2 separate regions of the Mus musculus genome follow, and region 1 is linked to region 2. A link is a contact called in public Hi-C data. All regions are on one chromosome and are shown on one strand. The core of a region is the stretch at or near the end of the contact, and the rest is flanking DNA. Distances in the headings are between cores, read along the strand shown. Region 1 overlaps Tep1 (telomerase associated protein 1). Region 2 holds the start of Parp2 (poly (ADP-ribose) polymerase family, member 2).

The links. A called contact is a pair of places that touch in the nucleus more often than the background predicts.
Region 1: a Hi-C map of bone marrow-derived macrophages shows a contact between it and region 2, with 78 read pairs. The contact joins the enhancer-like site here to the promoter of Parp2 in region 2. A contact is called at or near these places in 1 of 39 promoter capture datasets (pre-B cells), 18 of 484 Hi-C or Micro-C datasets (the C2C12 cell line, the G1E-ER4 cell line, the HPC-5 cell line and 11 more), 9 of 115 datasets of contacts at active chromatin or transcription factors (the 230-238 cell line, the SCID.adh cell line, bone marrow-derived macrophages and 3 more) and 4 of 9 other capture datasets (adipose tissue, embryonic stem cells, liver and 1 more).

The regions. Positions count from the first base shown.
Region 1 is chr14:50,846,544-50,852,887 of GRCm38.p6, reverse strand. Tep1 (telomerase associated protein 1) reads left to right here. Exons shown (of 55, transcript NM_009351.2): 15 at 889-966; 16 at 2,171-2,301; 17 at 2,795-2,854; 18 at 5,116-5,274; 19 at 5,879-6,055; 20 at 6,293-6,344. Among named protein-coding and RNA genes, the nearest start is that of Gm52116, 13 kb to the right of the region's middle. Within about 2 kb of position 3,922, at least 3 of the 459 cell types and tissues checked have an H3K27ac peak or open chromatin away from gene starts, as enhancers often do. A contact at or near this core is called in bone marrow-derived macrophages, where this site is marked.
Region 2 is chr14:50,804,967-50,811,260 of GRCm38.p6, reverse strand. Parp2 (poly (ADP-ribose) polymerase family, member 2) reads right to left here and starts at 3,345. Exons shown (of 16, transcript NM_009632.3): 1 at 3,274-3,345; 2 at 1,047-1,187; 3 at 691-761. The coding sequence starts at 3,313. It also overlaps Rpph1.

The sequences.
Region 1 (6,344 bases), core at 2,673-5,172, 41 kb before region 2:
GTTTAATAGAACACACCCTCAATCCCAGTACACAGAAGCAGGAAAAATGCAAGTTTGAGGCTAACCTGGGATACAAAGTGTTCTCGTTCTCGCTCTGTCTCTCTCTGTCTCTCTGTCTCTCTGTCTCTCTCTCTCTTTCTGCCTCTCTCTCACTCTTTCTCTAGCATATAACCTGGGCATGGTAACTAGTATACACCTTTAATCTCAGCACTTGAGTAGCAGAGGCAGGCAGATCTCTTTGAGTTCACCGTCAGCTTTACTTACATAGTGGATTCTAGTCAAGACTACATAGGGAGACACTGTCTAGAAAGAAAAAGAGAAAAGAAAAGAAAAAGAAGCATAGATGTATTAACTTTGAAGATTTCTCAAACAAATCAGTACTTGTTTTTTGTTTTTGTTTTTTTAATTGATTATATTAGTCTTTCCTTGCCCTAATGAAATACTGGAGGTTAGCTAACTTCATAAATGACAGATGTTTATCTTGCTCACAGTTCTTGAGGCTAGAGGGTATGGCACTGGCATTGGATGACGATGGTAAGGATCTCAGGGCAGGAGATGTGGTGTGGAAACACACACGGAAGACAACTGTTATGTCCTGAACCAAGAGAGAAAGTGACTGATGCTTCAGGTTCAGGTTCAGGTTTTTACAACTTATGTTTGCAGGAACAGATAGATACCTCAGAGTCTCCCAAGAGTGCTACATAATACCCGAAGGATATCTTGCTGGGCATAACCTATCAATACAGGGTCCAGCTGAGCCCCCTCTTTTTACCGCACATTGGGTTCAAATTTCAACCCAGAAGCCAGTGGAGGATACATTCAAACAGCATCCAGGGTGGGACATTGACACCTCAGCCCAACCTCCTAACCCAAGTTTCTTTCCTTCAGGAGTTAGAAGGCAATGATGAGTGGCCCCTGGACACTTTTGGGAAGTATCTGCTGTCTCTGGCTGTCCAAAGGACCCCCGTGAGTCCTACTAGATTCCTATGAAACTCCCTCCTAGCATTTCCTCCACAGCCTGCTCTTTTTTGTTGTCAACTGTAGCTGAGGCTGGCCTTCCATACCTGCTTCTCCTGCCTCCATCTCCCAAGTGCTTGGCTCATAGATGTGGGATATGTGCCTAATTGCCTCTGATTTCTTGACCTTTCTAAATGATCTGTCAAACTTTGCAGTGTTCTCGTCAGCTCACTGCTCAGTGTATTCCCTCGGAAAGGGCTGTGCTCCTAAATCTTTAGTGATAGATGGAAAATAGGAGTGTTATGTAATGTTTGCTAGTTCCCATGGTATAAATTGTTCCACCGTGGCAGTCTTCAAGCTTATGCCCTTGAATACAGAGCTGTGCAGAAATACACAGAAGCCTGTCCATTGATTGTATTTCCACAGTAATGGGATGTAAATATGTTCAGGGTTAGATGATAGTGAGATGTAGTAACATAATTAGAAGGTAATGCATTTCGAGAATTATTACCATTGTCCTAAACATAATAGAAATACTCTAGTGTTTAGAATTGAAGTCAGGGTAAGTGCTTCACTTTGAACTATATCCATAAGCTCTTTATTTATTGAACTGAATGTTTAAAATGGCCATGTAGAGAACATGCTTAGCTTAACATGCTCAAAGCCCACACCACTAAATATAAAACAGCCACACTTAAGGACTGACCCACAGCCAGGCATGGTGGCACACTCCTTTAATCCTAGAAGAAGGAGGAGGTGGGAGGATCTCTGTGAGTTCAAGGCCAGTATACTATGTATACTATGGTATACCTAATAAGCTCCAAGACAGGACTACACAGAGATCCTCAAAAACAAGCAAAACAAACAAAAACAAACCCCAACAAGAACAAAAAACGAAAAAATTTAAAAAACCAAAAAAAAAACCCAAAAAACAGTTTCACAGTGAACCTTCATCTCTCATGAGCATGAATGAGCTCCACAACACAATCCCTCACTTCTTTTTCTTTTCTTCCCATCCCTGCTGTCCCTGATTCTTTGATGCCACCCTAGGTTGGGGTGTAGTGGCATCCCTTCTAAGCATTCTCAGGAGCTGCACTTTCCTTTCCCCTCAGCATTCTAACCCATCAGTCCTTAAGCATCCTGACGCTCTGAGCTCATCCATGTCTATTTTAGCCTGGATCCCGGATCTCAGCCTCCTCTTTTCATCTTACAGATTGACAGGGTCATCCTGTTTGGTCAAAGGATGGATACCGAGCTCCTGAAAGTAGCCAAACAGATTATCTGGCAGCATGTGAATTCCAAGTGCCTCTTTGTTGGTGTCCTCCTACAGAAAACACAGTACATGTAAGGTTGCTGGTTGTTCTTGTACGGCGTCTGAAGACAGTTGTCCATATTTTCCCGTCTGCTCCTGTCAAAGTCTCACTTGTTTGATGTTTTGTATCTTGCCTTCTTGCTTTATTAGTTCTATTGAATTTAATTTTCTAGGACTTTCTTTGAAGTCTTTTTGCCCCTGTATGCTATTAGATACTGGACCCAGACCTTCTGTCCTTCTAGGCAAGCATCCTCTCACTGAGCTGTACTCTGGCCACATAATTCTATTACGACAAGATTGGTTGCACTCAGGGTAATACAGCTATCGGTCACAAAACTGTTATATAGGGGTGAGGTGTATATCTTAAGGTACTGCGGAGTAGAGTCTAGGTATATAGCCTTGGCTGGGTTTGAACTTGATATCCTCCTGTCTTCCAGGGCAGGTGCTGGGATTGCAGATGTAAGCCACTACCCCTGACTCCAGGCATCGATTTCGGTGCTTAGTGACTGCTTCTTTCTTTGGCAGATCACCAAATTTGAATCCCAACGATGTGACGCTCTCAGGCTGCACTGACGGGATCCTGAAGTGAGTCCACATTGGGCATCGGAGGGGAAAGAGGTTGCCTTAGAATGCACTTAAGGGATTCTCTATGCCTGTTAGCTCATTTATTTATTTTTCAAAATAAGATGGCTTATTTTCTTTCACAGATGTCTAAGCTTATCAGCAATACAGTGTGATAAGGGTTCCAACCTTCACTGCCTTTTTTTTTTTTTAAATAGAGCACTTTTGTTTTCTTTTTTTTTCTTTTTTAATTTAAATGTATTTGTTTAGTCCATGTGTATGAGTCCACTGTCACTCTCTTCAGACACACCAGAAGAGGACATCAGATCCCATTACAGATGGTTGTGAGCCACCATGTGGTTGCAAGGAATTGAACTCAGGACCTCTGGAAGAGCAGTCAGTGCTCTTAACCACTGAGCCATCTGTCCAGCTCAACCTTCACTGTCTTAATGCTTGATCACTCTCAACAACCTCTACCTCCTGGCTAAAGGTGGTACCTCAGCTCTGTGTTATACACATCCAAGTTTATGCTATATCCAATGAGAAAGAGGAAAAGCAGGTTGGAACCTTGGATCATCAGTTAAGAGTACATACTGCTCTTGCAGAGGTCCTGGATCTTGATCTGGTACCCAGTACTCAGTACCCAGTACCCAGTAACCATGCCAGGTGGCTCCCAACTACCTGTAATTGTATCCAGCTCCAAAGGGATTCAACAACCTCCTGCAACTCCAGAGATTTGATGCCTCTGCAGACACTGCACTTTTTGGTGCACACGAACCCATAGACGTACACACAGGCATACATAATTAGTTTTTAAAAGGAAATCTTTCTGATCTATTTTATTGAGTTATTATTTGCAATTATTATGCATAATTTTTGTTATTCACCACTTTATTAATTTCCATATGTTTTTAGCTTTTGAGATTAAGTTCTAATTACATCATTTCCCCCTTCTCTTTCCTCTCTCCAATCCCTCCTGTGGTTTGCTCCTCTTGCTTGCTCTCAAATATATAGTCTCTTTTTCTTTGTTCCTGTTACACACAGAGAGACTATAACTAGCTCAGCTCAGTTGGTGTTCCTTGTATGTGAATGATGTCAGGGCTGACAACTGGTATTACGTAACAAAGTTAGAGGGCTCATCCCTGGGGAAGCCTTTCTTCTACTCTTAGCATCCCTTAGTTACCTGTGCTTCTCTGTTTAGATCCCCACTTGGGTCTCTTGGTGATGTACTTGTTCAGGCTTTGTTTAGGTTGCCACACAGAGACATATACACAAACACATAATTGAAACTTTTTAAAACAATTTTAAAAAAACAAAAGTCGAGTGTGGTGTTGCATGCCTTTATTCCCTTGAGCAGCAGTAGCAGGCAGAGATCAGCCTGGTCTACATAGTAAGTTCCAGGCTAGCCAAGTCTACATAGTGAGACCCTGGAGAGAGAGGGGGGGAAAGAGGGAGAGAGAGAGAGAGAGAGAGAGAGAGAGAGAGAGAGAGAGAGAGAGAGAGAGAGAGAGAAAGAGAGAGAGAGGGAGAGGGAGAGGGAGAGGGAGAGAGAGAGAGAGCGAGAGAGAGGAGCGATATGAAAAAATTATATTACTTTTATGTGTATGAATGTTTTGCTGGTGCAAATTATATATATATGATGGGCAAGGCCAGAAGAGGGCGTCAGGTTCCCTAGAACTGGAGTCACAAACAGATGTGAGCATCCATGTGAGCATGTGGGTGATGGAAACCTTCCTTGGGAAGAGCTGCAGATGCGTTTGAACCTTCATGTTTGTTTCCTCTCGTCAAGTTTTCTTTGGATGTCACCTACACTCTTCAACTCATATTGGGAAGCCTCAAGCAATAGGGAGCTATTGTAGTTTATACAGAGCTGATCGCACAGAACAGGGAAGGTCTTAAACTGTAACTTTAGCTCAGACCAGTTTTCTAACAGGGATCTTAAGGTCACCATGCACAGAGAGTGGGAGGGGCTGGGCTGGTGACATCCTTCATCCCCAGTGTTTTGTAGTCTTATTTTCCAGTACACTTTCCTGGCTTATGGTTATCCTTTTTGTCTGGCTAGTCTTTTTGAGATGGGTCTCATTATATGATCCGGGCTCACCTGTACTTGTGATTGCCCCTAGCTCAGGTTGAGAACTGTGACCATGACATACCAGGTCTGCTCTATGGCTGTCTTCCTGAGGGGAGCCGCTGAACTGAGCAGGCGTGTCTTTGCTGCCTGTTTCTCTTGGGATGCCTTCCTGGTTCTGATCTCCAATATTCTGTTTTCATCATGCTTTTCTTAGATTCATTGCCGAACATGGAGCCTCTCGTCTCCTGGAACATGTGGGACAACTAGATAAACTATTCAAGATCCCCCCACCCCCAGGAAAGACACAGGCACCGTCTCTCCGGCCGCTGGAGGAGAACATCCCTGGTCCCTTGGGTCCTATTTCCCAGCATGGGTCAGTCTAGGTTGTGGGACTTGGTGATCTGGGAGGGTTGCCATCAGAACCTGGAGAAATCCTGTGCCTGCCATTCTGTCTGCTAGGGGCATTTGCATTTGGTCTGTTTACTAAGGTCTTTGTTCTCCTCCCCAGGCAGGGGCTTCCTGGGAACTGTCAGACTGTGAACCTATTCCTTGCTTTACTAGAGAGAAAAAAAAAATGTCTGTATGTAGGGAGGAGAGAAGACTCCACATCGATATAGCCAAGGCTTAGGCAAAAGGTTTAGGGCACAGGCTCTGGCTTTTCACATGGGCTTGCTTGATTGTTTTAATTTCTTAAAGATATAAGATATAGTTAAGAATAAGGTTAAGGTTTGCCTCAAAGCATTGCATTGATCGAATAGTAACTTTTTAATATGATTTTTTTTTTTAAAGAAAGAGGCACATAAGAAGTGGGGCTCAAATCTCAGGTTTCTGTAATTAGTCCCACAGCTAGGATATTATCTGGAGGCTGGTAAGACACCCTTCTGGCTATAGGGTTTATGTCAAGTGCTTAAGGGTCATTGCACCTATAACTCTGGACTTGAGATGGGGACTGAGCCCGACCCTCCACTTGCCCCCAGATGGCGCAATATCCGGCTTTTCATTTCATCCACTTTCCGTGACATGCATGGGGAGCGAGATTTGCTGATGAGATCTGTTCTGCCCGCACTGCAGGCCAGAGTGTTCCCCCACCGCATCAGTCTTCACGCCATTGACCTGCGCTGGGGTATCACAGAGGAAGAGACCCGCAGGAACAGGTGCAGGGCCACAGGGAAGAGGGGCTAGGTCAGGGGTGAGACGATTGAGTGGTGGAACTCGAGGGACCATGATCAAGACTACAAGAATAAATGAGGGTGAGGGCGGGCCTTTTAGATACCAACAGAAACTTTATCACCACTTTGCCCAGTTCGATTCAGGACCCTGCCGCCTCTGTATTACTATTGCTTGAAACTGCCCCCAGTGACTCCTTCCTGTTCCTGTAATCATGCCTACAGACAACTGGAAGTGTGCCTTGGGGAGGTGGAGAACTCACAGCTGTTCGTGGGG
Region 2 (6,294 bases), core at 2,096-4,595:
AAGTGGGCAATGGTGACACATGCCTGTAGTCCTAGCATGCAGGGATCTGCAGAGGCAGGCAGATCTCTGAGTTTGAGATGAGTCTGGTCTATGGAGTGAGTTCCAGGAGTCACACAGAGAAACCCTGTCTCCAAACCAAACCAAACCAAACCAAACCAAACCAAACCAAACCAAACCCCCACACAGTTCTCCCTTAACAATCCTAACATTTCCTGGGTGAAGAAGGAAAGCTAATGGCAGGCCCTGTAGTAATTATGTCATATTCTGTGAATTTCTTTACATTTTTAAAAAGTAAATCTATTCATTTTTAAATTTTACATGTGTTTTACCTCTCTCTCTCTCTCTCTCTCTGTGTGTGTGTGTGTGTGTGTGTGTGTGTGTGTGTGTGTGTGTGTGTGTGTGCCACTTGCACGCCTGGTCCTGTGGAGGTCAGAAGAGTGCATCCTACCTCCTAGAAATGGAGTTACAGATGGCTCTTGAAGAACAATAAATGCTCTTAACCACTGGATCATTTCTCCAGGCTCAATATTCTGCTAAGCTGAAACCTCATCACCCCTACTTCTCAACTCTGGAGAGAAGTCATCACTAGCAATATTTTCGGAAGTATTTTTAAACTGAGCACCACCGACATTCTAGACAGGGATCATCATAAGACAAGAAAACTCTGCCTTCCATTGCAGGTGCTTTTACCTTTCCCAGCTTGGCTGCACACTCTGGGTCCACAGGGGCTTTGCCCTTTAACAGCAAGGTCTTCACAGAGTCTGAGGGAACACAAACACGCACTGCCGTTACTGATGTGGGAATCAAAAGGGCCGTCTTGGCTACAAAGCTGTCATAATTAACTTTGCCCTTCCCGAGCAGTCCAGGTCTTCTGCCTGGGTTCTAATCCATCTCAAATCTATGAAAATATTCAACAAAGTAGACTGGTACTGCAGAATGCCCAGGTGATAGAGAAATTAATTAGATCCTGAAGAGGGAAGGAACAAATGTTATCCCCATTCTTCTGGAAACCCAAGAGTTGTCCCATGTCCTCCCTGGCCCATTACCTCGATTGTCTTTTGTCCTGTCTGCGTCCTTCCCTCCAGCCATAGGCCCTTTTCTCTGGCACGTGCGCATCTTCTTGCCAGGAGGAGAGTCGTCTTCTGTTGCTTTGTTGCCATTATCAACTTTCTTGGCTTCATTTAGCACTTATGGCAAGAACAATATACCAAGAATTACTGCACTATGAAGATGATCTAACTTTACTGAAACAACACTGAAGCAAAATAAAAACACAGGAAAATTAGATGGCTATGAAAAGGAAAAGCAGCCCCTCCTATCCCCGAGTCAGGATGAAGCCTCTCTGAAGTTGAGAAGCAAGAAATTCAGCCCAATTAACATTCTATGAAGGCTGCTGATGCAGATCTTCAGATATTTTCATGTTAAAATGACACTGAATTGGGCTGTCGGCCTAAATGAATATGACAATGGGCCTGGTTCATTTCTTTCCCATTTTATGGGAGTCTTAAACAGACCACGAGCATTGTTGACAATGCTGATAACCTAACTCCCTGCATCCCTTATCATCCAGACTTGGACTCTGGAATTCTGTCAGATCTCCTCAGGAACTGTGATCTCATTTAAATTCTTTAACAACTCCTTGAAGAGCCAAAAATCACAAATCTTACATACATGTCTATTCTAAAGACAGTGAAGGGTGATTCTTCTTTGAGAAGCCCACACTCATGTTCTGTGGCGTCTCTCTTCCCAGTCATTCCGTTTCTTTTAACCCTTGTGCTTAAAACATATATTGGCATCTCCTGTAATAAACTTCCAACTTTGGTTCATTTTGCATACTCTTGAAAGTCATTTCTACTTTAAAGGCAAGAATACTAGGTTTGCCTGAGTGGAGGTCTCTGAAAAACTAAGGTTGCTGTCAGAGACAGTAGAGTTGTCTCTGCCCTTGACTGTTAACAAACATAAAACCCAAAACAAACAAAGAAACAAACCCCCAAAGGTTATTGTTTCCTTTTACGTGTATGGGTGTTCTGTCTGTATATGTATGTGTGCCACGTGCATGTCTGGATGTCTGGTGTACCTGGAGGTCTGGGAGGGTGGTTATGACTTGCCATGTGGGATTTTGGAATCAAACTCAGACCCTCTATAAGGGCAACAAGTGTTTTTTTTTTTTTTTGGTTTTGTTTTCTTTTTTTTTTTTTTTTGGTTTTTCGAGACAGGGTTTCTCTGTATAGCCCTGGCTGTCCTGGAGCTCACTTTGTAGACCAGGCTGGCCTCAAACTCAGAAGTCCGCCTGCCTCTGCCTCCCGAGTGCTGGGATTAAAGGCGTGTGCCACCACGCCTGGCTAACAAGTGGTTTTTAACATTGAGCTAACTCTCCAGCTTCTTGACAACCCTCCTCCCCCCACCCCCCTTTTTAAATGACAGGGTCTCTATATAGCCCTGGCTGTCCTGGACCTCACAGAGATCCTCCTGCCTCTGCCTCCCAAGTGCGAGCATTAAAGGTGTGAGCCAACATGCCCACCAGGCTCTCATAATATCCTTTAAAGAAAGAACTTAAAGTAGCTGGAGAGGTGGGTCAGTGATGAAGGAGCTGCCTGATTCTTCCCGAGGCTCTGGGTTTAAGTTCCATCTCTCATATGGCAGACCACAACTGTCAGTAACTCTAGTACGGGGGGTCCAACACTTCCAGGCACATACATGGTGCATATATATATATATATGCAGATAAAATACATAAAGATTAAATAATTTCTAAAGAAATAATTCAACATGCTCTTAATAACTTGCACACCACTCACTGAGCAATACTGCCTAAATTGCTATCCTGATGGGATATTAATAATAGGATAAAATAAGTTTACATAGATCTTTACAGTTCATTACATGGGTCTCATAGCCTTTGGTCTCTAATACCTTCCTTCAAACTAGACCACTTCATCATGGTCATCAGTAAAGTGTTCAACGGTCTGGACTGACCAACTTGCTGCCAGCGTTGCTATTTGGAGCTTTAGAACCTGTAAATTCATTGAACTTTAGTTGCCCGAAATATAAAACCGAGACCACAGACACAGTATACGGTCTACAGACACCAATTCTAAGATTCGAATTTTACTTTCTGAAATCGGATGTATCTTAAAAGGTTGACTACAGCTAATCACTTTACTGTAAGCGCTTATCCGTGACCCGCCTCTTTGGACTGAAGTGTAATATGAAAAAGCGAGAGGCTCCCTGTGACACTGGGCCGAGCATTCAGCCTGCGGACTGAGTTCCCACCTCGCCTTCCAGAGCCTGATCTCTGCCGCCGCGGCGCCATCGCTCTTGAAGGACGACGTCATCATCCCTTGCCCGGATGCGCGGGCTTCTTGTCTAGCACAGGAGCCTGGGGTAGAGCGCATGCAAATTACGCGCTGTGCTTTGTGGGAAATCACCCTAAACGAAAAATTTATTCCTCTTTCGAGCCTTATAGTGGCGGCCGGTCTACATCCTGAAAGTGGGCGGAGGAAGCTCATCAGCGGGGCCACGTGCTGAGTGCGTGTCACTCTTCGGCCCCTGGGAAGGTCTGAGACTTGGGCCTCCCGCGGCCCTAACCGGGCTCTCCCCGAGCGGGGAGGTGAGTTCCCAGAGAGCAGGGCTCTACGCTTGGGCAGACTGGGCAGGAGAAGCCCCGAGTCGGGGCGGATGCCTCCCTCGCCGGAGCGGATGCCTCCCTCGCCGGAGCTTGGAACAGACTCACGGCCAGCAGTGCGAGTTCAATGGCTGAGGTGAGGCACCTCCCGGGCCTCATAACCCAATTCAGACTACTCTCCCCCGCCCTCTTTTTTGATCGAGATCCTTTTGGAGTATTGACTCGAAAGGGTTTTATATATTTACTCTGTGTCTCAGCATTCAGTCAGTCATTCATTCATTTTGAACAGTTGTGACTGTATTGACCACAACCCTCTACTATAAAAAGACCAAGCTTGAGAGTTGTTCAAATATGGATTAAACCATAAAAATATAGAAGGGAGTTTGACAACATTTAGTGAAACATGATATGAACCCCCTCCCACTGTTGGATTTTTGGGGCTATACTTTAGCTATTTGTCTAGCAAAAATAAACGTAGTTCATACCTTCATGTAACTTGTTATTGGGAGAATATATATGTAGACTTATTACAAAACCAAAAAAATGAACCTGTAACTGTAATAAGTACTTAGGAAAAGCACATAGTATCATAATAGAGAAACAGGCTGGGAATTCCTCATGAAGTAAATGAGCAGAGTTGAGCTACAGCGAAGAACACTGAGAAAGGAGAAGCAATTGAGATAGGAGTGGAATAGGGCTCATACCAAGCCCAGCTTTCCTTACAAAGGCGCGAAGCTGTGACTTGACTAGTGTGTGGATGCCTCAGATCGATTAATGACCAAAACTGAAAAATAAAACTTTGATTACCATTTCCCGTCCCTCATCTCCTCCAGGTCTCCATCCAACTAACTCCATGTCCTCTTGAGCTTTCTTTAGAAAACAGGCAATTAAATTAAAAAATAAATAAATAAATAAATAAAAAGCACAAGTGATACGTACACAAACACATACAAACTCATTAAAAAAAAAAAAAAAAAAAAAAGCTGGGTGAGCCAGGCAGTGGTGGCGCACACCTTTAATCCCAGCACTTGGGAGGCAGAGACAGGTGGATTTCTGAGTTCGAGACCAGCCTGGTCTACAAAGTGAGTTCCAGGTCAGCCAGGGCTATACAGAGAAACCCTGTACAAAAAAAAAAAAAACAAAAAAAAAAAAAAACAAAACAAAACCTGGGTGTGGTGGCACACACTTTTAATCCCAATACTTGGGAGGCACAGGGAAGCAGATCTCTGAGTTCAAGGCTAACCTGGTCTAGAGGGTAAATTCCAGGACAGCCCAGGCTATATAGAAAAACTCTCTTGAAAAAAACCGAAAGAATAAAAAGAAAGAAAGAAAAAGCACAAGAGACATACATATATGCTCACTCTAACGGTGTGGGGGGCACGGGCACACGCACACACTCACATACCACACACACACATCCCATATCAGTAGGTGTACAGGGTACCTTCCAGTACTATGAAAATTAGTCAGTAGGGATGAAGGCTCTAGACAGGCACTAGCTCAACTGGTCCATATTCAATGAGGTATGACAGTATCAATGTTTAACAACAGGGCCTTGCCATCAGTTTGCAGAGAGCAAAGGATACTGGGTTCTTTGGGGGTTTCCATGGATCCCTTTTGGCAAACAACTCACTTAGATGTCACCCATCCCTGGTGGTTTCTCTTGGTGGTGACTGGTGTCTAGCTGAGGCTTTCTTTTCATACATGTACATGTTTTAAGAAGCTTCTACAGTAGCAGGCTCCCTTATGGATGACGCATGCTTATTTGTCACTTTCTGAGTCTCTATTCCCATTACCTTTCTTCTCCATCCCCCTCCCCATTTAATCCTCCAGCTCCATTCTCCCCTTGTTTCTCCATAGCTATATATTCTATTTCCCTTCCCTTGGGAGATCCTGTCCTCCCTCCCCTTCCTCATCCCTGACTCTATACCTAACCGTTGTGGTTATAATGGATTGCAGCATGCCTATGGAAGGATTAGAAGCTAACATTCACATATGTATTTGCCTTTTTGGGTCAGGGTTACCTCACTTAGGATGACTTTTCCCCCCAGCTCCATCGGTATATCTGTGATATTCAGAATTTCTTCGTCCTCTTTAGTTTCTCTGTGTAGCCTTGGCTGTCCGGGAACTCACTTTGAAGACCAGTCTGGCCTTGAAGTCAGAAATCCGCCTGCCTCTGCCTCTGCCTCCCAAGTGCTGGGATTAAAGGCGTGCGCCACCACGCCCTACCATCTTCCTTTTCTTTCTTTCCTCTTTCTCCTGCCCTTCCTCTTCTTCTTCCTTTTCCTCCTCTTCCATCTCCTCCTCCACCTCCTTCTTCACTTCTTCACAGACCTGGGGCTCACTCTGTAAATCAGGCCTTGAACTCAGAGAACCAAAGACAGAGGCTGCACTCACCCTCCGAGACCGCCCAGGTTAGCGCCGGGGTAGTAACGGTGCCTTTCCCAAAAAAAAAAAAAGAATACAGACGGATTTCCCCAGATTCAGGAACACTGTGCCCGAGGCAGAATGTATTGTTTCTGGGTCACCTGGTCTGGGGAAAGCTGGCAAACAAGGACTGCCGAGGCCCACGTGTATGTCTCTGTTGAATGTTGTGGGGCCACGACCTTGACACATTTGCGAACCTTTAGTGAACAGTGTCGTATTTGCTCAGACCATGTGTGAAACTA